Regions from separate parts of the Mus musculus genome. Here regions 1 and 2 are each linked to region 3. A link is a contact called in public Hi-C and HiCAR-type data. All regions are on one chromosome and are shown on one strand. Each heading gives the region's core, a stretch centred on a gene start, on an enhancer-like site or on the middle of the called end of the contact. The rest is flanking DNA. Distances are from core to core; before and after follow the strand shown.

Evidence for each region. A called contact is a pair of places that touch in the nucleus more often than the background predicts. HiCAR-type assays count read pairs that join an accessible place to other places.
Region 1: a Hi-C map of uterus shows a contact between it and region 3. The contact joins two enhancer-like sites. A contact is called at or near these places in 17 of 484 Hi-C or Micro-C datasets (the 3T3-L1 cell line, beige adipocytes, cochlea and 10 more), 5 of 115 datasets of contacts at active chromatin or transcription factors (the NIH/3T3 cell line, embryonic basal ganglia, embryonic fibroblasts and 2 more) and 1 of 9 other capture datasets (embryonic stem cells).
Region 2: a contact with region 3 is called in a HiCAR-type map of embryonic stem cells, with 5 times the contacts expected there. The contact joins two enhancer-like sites. A contact is called at or near these places in 2 of 115 datasets of contacts at active chromatin or transcription factors (astrocytes and embryonic stem cells).

The regions. Positions count from the first base shown.
Region 1 is chr11:34,863,211-34,866,964 of GRCm38.p6, reverse strand. No RefSeq gene overlaps it. Among named protein-coding and RNA genes, the nearest start is that of Gm22022, 23 kb to the right of the region's middle. Within about 2 kb of position 1,579, at least 51 of the 459 cell types and tissues checked have an H3K27ac peak or open chromatin away from gene starts, as enhancers often do. A contact at or near this core is called in beige adipocytes and uterus, where this site is marked.
Region 2 is chr11:34,429,732-34,433,512 of GRCm38.p6, reverse strand. All of the region lies in intron 27 of Dock2 (dedicator of cyto-kinesis 2), which reads left to right. Among named protein-coding and RNA genes, the nearest start is that of Gm29887, 75 kb to the left of the region's middle. Within about 2 kb of position 1,947, at least 6 of the 459 cell types and tissues checked have an H3K27ac peak or open chromatin away from gene starts, as enhancers often do. A contact at or near this core is called in embryonic stem cells, where this site is marked.
Region 3 is chr11:35,415,049-35,419,305 of GRCm38.p6, reverse strand. All of the region lies in intron 4 of Slit3 (slit guidance ligand 3), which reads right to left. Among named protein-coding and RNA genes, the nearest start is that of Gm39705, 130 kb to the left of the region's middle. Within about 2 kb of position 1,280, at least 25 of the 459 cell types and tissues checked have an H3K27ac peak or open chromatin away from gene starts, as enhancers often do. A contact at or near this core is called in beige adipocytes, embryonic stem cells and uterus, where this site is marked.

The DNA of each region.
Region 1 (3,754 bases), core at 330-2,829, 550 kb after region 3:
TGATGACCTCATAGCCCCAAACGCTTTTTAAAGGATGTATGACTTAACATTGCTACTTAGGGGACCAAGCCTCAAAATGAGTCTTACTGAGGACAAATAACACTTAATTTTTAATTTGTATGATTATCGTCACGTGTGGAGTGGCATGTATGCCGTGGTGGGTATGTGAGGTCGGAAGAAATTTGTGGGGTCAGTTCTCTCCTACCTTTACCTGGAGATAAATTGTCATGAATTTGAAAGGAAGATGTCATGACGTCATGACGTAGGAAAGCAAGTCTTTTGATTCAGGAAAAATATAAGTCTGTGTGTGTGTGTGTGTGTGTGTGTGTGTGTGTGTGTGTGAAGTAACCAAGGCCAAATATAAGCTATTTCTGGACTTAAATAATGGTTGAGTTTCTTAAACACACATTTTAAGGTAGAATTAAAGGAAGAGAAAGGCAGGTGCCTGGCTATGGTAGTGGCTGCTTTATTCTAGCGCTCTGAAGACACAGAAGCAGGCAGACGTCTTTGAGTTCCAGGCTCATCCCCTGATTCCAGGGTTTGACCTGCCCCTCTAGGAAAACTGGGGGAAAGAAATGCTCACTCTACCAGGTTTAAATCAGGAAAAGACTCAGTTTAGTCACAAAGTCCTGAGTTTATGTTGTTGTATTTTATTTCCACCCAAAAGAATTGATCCTACGGATTGGTGCGAAGCTAGGTTTTTAAGAAAACCAAACAGTGATCAAGTTCTTATACATCTGTAATTTCTGTAGCATGTCACTCTACTCACAGAACCAACACTTTTTCTTCCAACAAACAGATTCTTCTGGCTGTTAGGAATGACTCAGGACTTTGGGCATTGGTGATTTAACCTTTATTTTGTTCTCAGGAATCCCTTTTGATCAGTACTAATGGACTGGGGCAAGAAAGGAAGAGGTGGTGACTCACATTTATGAGTTCCAAATGCAAGGGCTAGGCTTTTTGTCTTCCAGCAGCCAAATTCCACTTCTGGGATGTGCCTCTTTGGTAAAATGGCAAACGATTTTTTAAACTGACAAATATTTTTTTTAAACTAGCATGTTGCAAGGCTTTCTGACACAAGAATTCAGGGTTGGTGATTGCAGTGTTCCCCTGAACTCTGGCAAAGCACCCTGTACATATACTCTTAATATTTTAGATGAAGCGTAAGTTGTGTTTTAAATGTCAGCCCTCTGAAAGAGCCTAGACATATTCCGTGTAGTTTGTGTCATGAAGCTAGATCTTTCCTTGGCAGCAGTCAAGGTGTGGATTCTTATAACATCAAGATAAGAATCTCTTCTGTGTAGATTTTTAGTTCCCTCGGGGATTCAAAGATCAAGTTGCTTGTAGACCCCGTGGAATTTGCAGAAAAAGCAACTCTAATCTTGACATCTGTAATTAACATTTTATCTTATTCCAAAAATTCATTTTGCTGGCAACTCAGCAGCTCTTTGGAGCTGAATAATGATCTTCCCACAGCATATCCCACACGCATCTCCATCCCGAGTGTGGGTGGAGTGTGTGGAACTCTCTCAGGGCCTCCCTTCTTGGGCAATGTGTCACGCTCTCGTTCTTGTTATGCAATGCTTACGAACACCCAAGTTTCCATTCACTCAGTCTCCCCGCAGGCTTTGTAAGCTCAGCGAACACTTGCCAGGCTCCTGACCGACGCATACACACACTGAGAGCGCAGGATCGACTGGAGGCTGTGAAAACATGCGTGAGCAACACTGTTCTTCGATGTGTGAAAATTTCTCGGTTACAGAGAACAGTTAAGAGTTGTCTCTTCCTTGTTGTTCACTCGGGCAAAAGCAAGTTAAATAAACCGGAACTCAGCACACAGGAACTTTGTTGTGACTAAGACACATTTCCGTGTTACTCCTTACTCCAGTGCTCTCCCACACACTTACAACTGTGCACACGTGCCTGTAGGGTGCCAATCTATACTATCACCCAAATGTAAAGAGAATCCGTCTCCCCTGAGAAGGATCATTTGTTGACTTGGCTAAGTGGCAGTATTGTAAATCTTTCATGGATTCAACAAATCTTTCTTGAAGTTTCTGGGGCCCAGTAACTTCACGGGGGGGGGGGGGGGGGGTCCGGGGGGGGGGAGGCAACATAGTAAACGACAGAGAATGGATCCCACTGCCTCCAACAGGCCAGTGAGTGAGGGCACGGAGGGAACATAGTTCGAAATTAATAAAATAATGATTAGAGGGTGAATGAGTTGAGGGGGAACCAGAAGAGTGTGCTTTCACACAGGTATTGGGATGCACCGGGCCGAAGGATCAAAGAACACTCCAGTGGTCCTGTCTTTTGAGCTGGGGCTGAATCACAGATGTTTAGGTTATAACAACATGCTTGAGTTTTAGGTTTCTTTTTTCCCCCCGTTGGCCATTAAAAAAAATCTCCTTCATTTAAGTCAAGTGTTCATGATATAGCTCTTGCAAGTTTGACTCGGCTTTCACCTGCCTCAATTTTAAGTTTCATTTTAAATTGCCCTTATATTACTGAATTTCATTTTGGAGTTAAGTGGCAAATCTAGACCCATTAGTTATAAGTGATACAAAAATACCCAAAAGATGTTCCTGCAGGGACTGAGCTGGCCTTTTAGACAAAAATAATGAGTTCATTGCTGTGCCAGCTGCCACAGGCTCACACATCTCAGCTGCTGCCAGCATCTCACGTCTTCCCACAAAAGGACTGCTCAGGTGCGGGCACTCTTACACTCCCGTCTGCTATGGGTTCATCAGGCTGCAGTCCCCATGCGCAGGGTTAGGGGCAGCCACACTTCTTACCAGGAAGCTTGTCTGTGAGGTGCTGATGCTTATTCTTCTCATACATCACAACACATAACCCTTGCGATTTATGATTGGAATCAACAGAGATGACTGCCTGCCGATGACCCCATGCAGAGTTCTGAAGTGTGTCAAATAATCACTAGTTGTGCAATCTCGTGACAATCATTACTCTCCTTAAATGCCCATTTTTTTTTATATATGAAAAGAAGAAATTTTAAGCACAAGAACTCTAAATTCTAATACTAGCTTTCTAAGAGCCAATCAGAATGATTCCGACAATATGGTTTCTGCGAGATAGGATAGTAAACATGTGTTTAAATGTGAAGACTAACCACCTCTGGGGATGCTGAGTTCTGTATCCTTTGGAAATCTGCGTGGCTGCAACCAATGAACAAGTCAACAGTAGCCTCAACAGACACAGATTTATTTTTCTCACATAACAAGAAGCTGAGGGGCGGCTTCAGCTGGCTTTGGCTCAGCAGCAGCACAATAGCAGGGTCAGCTCGTGTTTTCCGAATTCAATGGCAGATTGGGGGAGAGAGCAGTAGTACCAGCCCAGCTTGATCTATTTGGAAAGCAGAGCATTTTAAAAGCTTTAAAACTTTATTTTATGTTTATGGATGCCTTGCCTACACATGTGTCTGAGTACCATGTGCACATGGTCTCCTCCAAAGCCAGAGAGGGCATGGGATTCCCTGGAAGTGGTTGTAAGCGCCCATGTGGGTACAAACTTGAGACTTCTAAGGGGAACCCTGTGCCATCCTCATACCCCAGGATGGCATTTTATAGAAAATCCTCTAGCAGCCAATTCCACATGTCACCTGGCCAAGCCTACATGCAAAGGCAACTGTGGAGATGTGAGAATCTTTACTCTGCAGCCTAAGAGTGAAGATCTCGGTTTCTTCAATGTTGGTCAGCCAAGCATCGTGTCTATCACATTCAATTCAGTTCCCTCT
Region 2 (3,781 bases), core at 698-3,197, 990 kb after region 3:
CTCAGAAGTTGTTTCTCTCCTATATTAGAAGAGCCCTGAGGGAAGGGACTATGTTCCACTTGCCCCTTTATCCTTAGCAGAATGCCTTGTGAAGAGTGAGTATTCAGAACACACTTACTGAGTAAATAATGTAGCTAATGAATAAATGAAACAGTCCCTGGAAGGCAGGGGAGGAGTTTCTGTGCATCTGCCTCCAGATTGTCTTTTCTTTTTAACTAAGGGTGCTTTCCTCAATAACAACTGGAGACATGTTAGAGAGGATGGGGGTGATGTAAGGCTGTCTTGTTCCTAATTTCTCTGTTCCTTGGTCTGGTCCCAGAGCCTTGCAGAGGTGCTGTTGCAAGCTAGCCTTTAGTCCTGGTGACTCCCATTTGCTGATTTAGCTACAGTGAAGAGAGAATTGAATGGGGAACAATAGGAGATAGAAGGAAAACCCAAAGGGGGCTCTCTTAGGACAGCTCCAATTTCACAAAAGGGGCCTTTCTAGCAATTCCAAGAATAGAAAGACCTTCAAAGTAAAGAAAATGGTGGTGGAAAGTAATTGCTCAGGGGTCAGGGGTCCCAGTCTTCATGTCCAAGGCTCCAATTTAATTTCAAATTGAGATTCAACAAGGAGAAAACATCCCCATTCCAGCCATCATTTTTAATTTTCCAGACATGATTTTTATTGGCTAGTTTCCATTGCTTGGGAATATTAAACAATCAATATTTTTGACACCTGCCATTCATGTCTAGTGCTTCTGAAATCCCAAATAAGACCTTGGCTGGGGAGGCAGGTGGGATTGCAGCTTGCCTCTTTTTATGGGGCAGACAGTGGCTCCTTTGGCTCAGCACAAGGCAATCATCATTTGCTAGAGACAGCCACTCCCAATTTTCTGTAAATCACCTGTCTGAACAATGGATTGTTAGAGAAGACAAACGGACAAAGGAAAGTCTATAAAAACCAAAATCAGGGACTCCGGAGGCTGGATGCATTTCCACTTCTCTCCTGCCTGATTCTAATCAAACACATAACAGATTGTTTATTGTAACCCTTGAATTACCAAGGAGCTAGACTTTGATGGTGAGAGAGGGTGGCTTGGTTGGGAAGAGGTGACATTTGATTAAGGGAGACAGGGCGACAGGAGAAGGGCTTCACACTCTCTCTACAGAGAATTATCAAAACATAGCAGCATCTTAACATCTTTGAACCTTGGATTTTGTTGTTTCCCTAGCTTCAGAGTCAGGGTCATAAAACAGACTGGGCTGCCCATGGCTGCTCTTGTTGACTGGTGATGTCTACCTGAAATACTGTCATGAGAATGATTGCAGGAGCTCTGTGTTGACTCAGTGGGACGAACCGAATTGATTAGTCATGTCTGTCACAGTGTGAACTGGTCAACAGTGATATATTGAAGATACTTATAAATATTTCACATTGACTGAAGTTACTGGTATTTCCATCTGGCCTAGTCTAAGTGTTTGTATAGTCAATATTCTTTTCTTTGTTTCCTTTATGAAGGCAGATTTGGATGAATGGCAAAAAAGAAATAATCTTGAGGAATTTTACCTAGTAACTGTTTCTATGTGAAATGTGCTGTGTTTGTATCCAATATAGAAGCTGTACCTTGATTTTTCTGTGGCCATAGCCAGAGAAGATGCTGCCGCTCATACTGTGACATCAAGTGTTCCTTTCAGAGATGTTAGTTAGCATATACAACAAGAAAATTTGACCCTGTGGTTTGTAAATCCTGTCCTGAGTTCTAAGGCAGTGGGAGTTACATTCTGTCCTAGGCTCGACCTTATACTGTGAGTCAGAGGGTGCAAATACCATCTCTAAAGTCACACAGCAGTAGCACCAGGGTCTCCTTCCTCAGGAGACACTGTCCAGCCTTAGGTGTGTAGATCAAGGCAAACTTGCAGGCCTGATTATCCCAGAGAAGGCTGGTCCCTCCCCTTTCTCACCCATGCTGGGAACTGTCACCCCACAGCAAGAATCAACCAGAGAACATGCCCACTGCCCGGAGTTCTGGGAAGGAAAGCGATCTGAAAATTCTGTTGAAACTGGAATCTAGCTTTTATTTCGGTTAGTTAAAATAAGCCTCTGGGTGATATATTTTGGGCCTAATTACCCCGCTTTCCACAGAGGAGTCTGTGGAGTGATTAAATAAAGGTAACTGCAGCTGGCATTCAGAGCAGTTTGTTAAAAAAGAACCAAGGGGGAAATCTGGAAGTCACCGCACCCTACTACCTCACCTAACAGGATTTCCAGAAAACCTGTGTCATGTAAACTCTAACTTCACATTCTAGTCATTCTTGCGGTGCTGAGTGGGGACTGCAGGTTGTCTGCTCAGAGCCGCAAGACCCTTGGCGGCACACCCTCCTACCTCCAGCCCATTGTCATGGAGAGTAGCATGTGACTTCCACATACACTGTTTGTCACTTATTAAGCACATGTTCATGTGGCAGGCAGACCTCTTGTACTCCACTTGACTTCCATCAGTTGTATAGTCAACAGTTGAGGCTCACAGAGGTTGAGTGACTTGCCTGTAAGCACACAGCTTGCTAGTAGTGGAGGAGCTAAAGCCTGAAACTCCGATGACCGTTTAAGAATCCCAGCTCTTAAGCAGTGTGCTGAACACAACTTAGTCTTTTAGTATCTAAAGGAACATGTTAGGCACCAGCCACCATAAAGGTCCCTAATGAGCATTGTGAACTCACAGCTGCTATTCTGCCTCTGCTGGGAACAAGTGAGATAGCCCATATGATGGCTTTTCAGAAACCTCCAAAAGGGCTTAGAATTTGGGGGTAGATTTGGATGGCTAAGACATTATTAGAGACAGTCTCCTCAATTCTGGTAATTAAATCTCAGAGTTAAACTAGGGGTGGGAGGAAGAACCTTTTGTTTATTTAAATTTTTATTTTGTTTGCTGGGAGGTATGGAGGGGGGAAGGCCAGCTTGGTGGCAGAGGTGGGATGAGATTCTTAAGTGCTGGGGAGACTGACTCCTCCTTCACCCTCCAGCTGCCTATCCAGTCCTTGAAGACTGGGACCACCATCTCTCTCTTTGCTGCCATTGCTACATCTCCTAAGAGCATACATGGCCTCCCTGCTTGTCCTTTCCATATTTAATCTTCCACCAAAGAGTTCCTCCAAAGAACTTTTTGGATGAGGAAGTGTCTGGGCCTCCACAATGCTGAAAGATGGAAGCCTAGTTAAGTGGACCCTCTGGGAACCCCATGTCTATCTGTCTTTCCCACAGTGTCTCCACACAATGTTCCCTCTGTGTGTATGTGTATGTGTATGTATATGTGTGTGTGTTCATGTGTAGGTATGGGAATGTTTATGCTTGTATATGTTTGTTCATTATAGGGATTAAGAAATTTGTTGTAAGAAAATACTGAAAATTATGCAAGGGACCTGACTTCAGGTTGGTAACAACAAAGGTGGCATCATTAACTCCGGGGAGCTTGGTTGCTCTCTAGGCTGGTAGGGGAGGGGCACAGGTTCTATACTTGGAGCACAGTGCTCATAAATGCATATTAGGGAATATTTGGATATACATGCATGTACACATGCGCGCGCGCACACACACACACACACACACACACACACACAGAGTCTTTCAACTCTTAAGGAAATCACTGCATATAGGACAGAAGTCACTTATCAAAAGTTGACATCATAGAACTGAATCTGGCACTTGAATATTATGACACCTTTGGGTGGGTGGCTTGGAAAGGGCAGAGAGCTCTCAGAGGGTGCAGGCCAGGAAACTCTTGGTGTGTGTATGACTCGTTGC
Region 3 (4,257 bases), core at 31-2,530:
CACGGCAATGTATTATTAACTTTATTCTGTCTCTTATTCCTTCTGCATCCATGCATCAAAATAACAAAGCACCATTCACTGGCTAAAAGGACCCATTTCCCTTCTCCCAGTTCCCGGGAGGGCGATGCCAACACATGCAGGGAGGTAGTTACACAGAGTGAGGGGTGGGGGCGGCATGTTTATTTTTCTCTATGACTTCTTTATCTCAGCTGTGAATATGGGGGAGAGGGTGAGGTCTGAGTGGGGAGCAAAGGGGCCCTGGAGAACAGTTACTAAAGGCAAGCGAGAAGTGGCACCCAGAAGATCAAGAGTAACGCATCGGCCTCCCCCTAAACACCCGGCTTCCATTAGACATTGGCCGCTGCACTAGCCACAGGAGAGGTGAGGGTGCTGATGCACTGTGGTGGGAAGGAACCCTTGCTGATCGTTGTTACAACCTCCTCTGAACCGATCTGCTTGCTTCCCCAGCAAGACCCTCCCGGCAAAGCCAGATTCTGGAGAGATGTAGGTCTGGGGAAAGCCAGCAGGCTTCTGGCTACGTGCCTCTGTAGTCTTCAGTTCACACATATCCATCCCCCTAGTATCTTCGGATGTTTGGTGTACCCTGGATGTAGTCTGGCAGAACTGTAATCAAGATGTATTATCTTGCCCTGGCCAAGTACACAGGGCATGCCAACCCACGAGAGTCTCCCTCTATGACATGTTGAGGCAATGGAAGGAAAGGCTGACAGAGGTGCCCCCATTCAGCAGCAGTCTGGGTGTGACTGTTAAGCCGCTGCCACTCGCAATACCCTCAGAAGGTGACTGGCTCCTCGGGATTGCAAGCCTTTCTTCTCCACCGTCCCTTTCATTCTAGAAGCCCTGGCCCATATGTTTTCAATACAAGCCTTTATTTAATGAAGTAGATTCGGGTGTGTTTCATTACATTGAGCTGGACTACTCCGGCTGAGTAGCTAAAGGTCATGGTTTTATTTTGGCATTGAGGCAAAGCAGAAGGTGCTGTATACGGATGGGTCTTGGCCACACCTCCTTCAATAATCACAATCTCCTGAGTGGAGAGCAGGGGTGAGGGCTGGGGAAATGAGAGCAACCCTGTATTTATTTACTTGCTTCCATTCCATTTTCAGTCCGAACTGAAGCTAACCTCCCAGCTTCCTCCAAGATTCCTGTCAGGGCAACTCCCAAAGCCAGACAGTCTGAAGAGACTCCACACATAAAGGAAGACCTCGGCATGTACTGCCTGAGGTCAAACGCTCGTCTGTGAGCCAAACCCTAAGAGGAAAGGGGAGACTCCCAAAGACCTCCCAGCTTGACAGGGAAGAGAGGGATGCTAAACGCACAAGTCTCCATGTGTGGATAACTGACGGAGCTTATGAGCCTCATTCCTAGCTTCATCAACAAGTACCTTGCCTCAGACTACTCCCATTTGACGACTCAGCTCACATGCCACCTTGGTATGGGACATCTGTCACCTAGTTGCTCCCTCCATTCACATGATTCAGACATCAGCATTTTGGACTTTCTTTTTCCTCCCCTTGAACAGACCTCAGTTGAAAGGACCACTAACAGCATCTGATTTTACCTGTCAAACCCAGACCCTTGGTGAGAAGTGGAACATGGCTCAGCTATGCCCGAGAAATGATTCTCTTTCTTTCCAGAACTTTGCCAAATAAGGAGAAGAAGGTCAGAAAACCGCTATGATTAGATTATATGGAAGAAGGTCAAAGATTAAAAATCCGCTGCCTCTCATTATTAGAAGAGGGATGACAGATTCAGACCAGAGCACAAAAGAAAATACATTATTTCAAAACAGGATATGAAACCCAGTCCCAGGCGATTAGTCTCTGTTAAGTAAATTTACTATCTAATCTTTTAACTGTCTCCCGAAATTGCTGGTCCAAGATTCTCTCCATGGGTTGGAGGCTTAACCTTGGAAGGGGGGTGAGGTGAGTGAGGGCTGCCACCCTCTCTAGGCTCTATTAGCATGTTAATGGAATGAGAGGGTCTCAGCTAACAGCAATGGGGACCTAGGGGTGGCTGGAGCGAAAGGGTCTGCAAGCAAAACACACCTTGTAATAAAAACAGGATGTGTGTACCACAGATCAACTCAACTGTCGGATGGACGGGATTGGAGGATGGGGAAACTAGCCAGGCATTGGTTTCCCAGGCATCAAAGAGGATGCAATTCTTCAACATCACTTTAGGCTCATGGTGGGAGGGGGGAACAGAACTCTCGGCTTTTTCACTCAGCCCCAAGGGGCTCACATGCCAAAGAACCCCAAGCTCTGGATTTGTGTTCAAACCAGATCAACCTTCACTGGTTTGATTTTAAACGAAGGCTGCTATGCAGGCCAAATACCACAGGCCCACTTGGGGCCCAAAGAGGACAAGATGTGCATTTGGAGGCCAGACAAGCTCACAGCACCATCCAAGCAGAGGAAAAAACAAAGAGAGATCAGGACACAATGAACAAGAGGATCTATTTCCCAGCATCTCTCTTGGCTCGGGTACCACAACCGAGGCCACGGAGCCCGAGCAAACCCTCTCTCCTCTGCCGCACAGAAGGAACCCTTCTTGCCCTTCACCTCACTATTTTTTCTTTGCCTGTTTAGTCTAAAAGGCTGAACTGTGGCACAAAGAAAGTTCTCTCCAAGAATGAGTTTTGCAGAGAAAGCGCTTCAGACCAACGTAGCATGTGCAGCCCGCTCTATACAGCCTGCAGAATGGGGCATGTGTTCAATTTGAGGGGGGCTGGGCTCCCCCAAGGAATCCAGAGGCCCTCTGTTTGTGTGATTTATCCCTCCTGGAAAATCCAAACATACAAATGTGCCGGCGGCTGTGAAAGCAGGGCACACGCAGGGACTTGGGCTCAGCACAAAGCTCACCACATACCACGCAGTCTCCCACAGGCTTTCTCAAGGTTCACCTTTGTAGGTTTCAGCCAGGGCTAAGGAAAGGAAGTGTATACAGCTCTGCTGGGGGTCGGCAGGGACATTCTCTCTTTAGCCTTAAAAGCCCTGAAAGAGACAGAATAAGGGATCCAAAGGTCTCCCCAAGCTCTGGGATTTCAGAACTGCATAACTAAACGTCAGCTTGTTCAACAGAGCCATGCCAGCCCCACCCTGGAGAATGGGCCCCACCCTGATAAGTCTCAAACCCAAGTGGTTTTTTTTTTATCTTGGAGCCATTCATTCAAAGAAGTTTTATTCTGGTACAGCAAGGGAGAACCAGGCCAGCTCTGCAGGCCTTTCAAATTCCAGCCCCCACGTTCTCTCCTCCTCACCCAAAATGCCCCACAGAACAGAGCCCAGGCCCAGGCACTTGCGCAAGCTGACGGTGGGCGGAGAAGGCAGACTGAGAAATGAGTTAAATTTTCTTGCACGTTCCAACATGTCTGAGGCAAAGGCTGCTCCCAAGACCAGGTATGATCTGAGGGCTCAGAATGCCTGACTTCATCAAAGGGCCTCCAACCGGCCTGTGAAACAAAAGCCTTTCCTTTCATCCCGGAATGACATCAATAGAAATGAGGTTTAGGGAATGGAAGGCCTGTCTTCCCCCAGAGCCCAAGTTCTTCCTAGTATCCATAGAACTTTCCAACTTATGCCATGCAGGGAAGTGTCAAGAAGATTCCAGAATGTTCTATTTAGCCTTTGTCCTGGTGCTACAAGGTTATGGACTTAAAGACCTAACCATGCAGACAGAGATACATCTGCATAGATGCACTGTACACTTCTGATCCCTGGAGAAATTTCAGGAAAAAAAAAACAAACAAAACCAAACATGTTCTTGGCGAGATACAGCATCAGAGACTATGCAATCATTTAAAGCACTGGGCCAGGACAAGGGTATTTATTGGCACGGGGAAACGTTTGTGGTGTTACAAAAGAAAGAAGCCTAAAACAAAACATTCAAGCAAAGCAATGGCTATAACTGGGGGTGGCGGAAGATCCCTGTAACCCCAGCATTTGGAGGGTAGAGGCAGGAAAATCTGGAGGTTTAGAATCCTGGACTCACTCTGGTGCGACTGTATCTATAAGTAAGTAAGTAAAAAAAATAAATAAAATAAAATACCAAACCAAAAGGTAACTGGGAGACAACTGATTAATTCTGTACTGAGTTCGAAGGATTTCTTCATTTTTTTCTTCTTCTTTATATTTTTGCTATGAAGACATTATTTGTTAGATAATAATGCTGCTGGGCGCTGTTCAGAAGCTGTCTGAATCTGTGATTGTTTTTGTTATTATAAAGAGATACTGA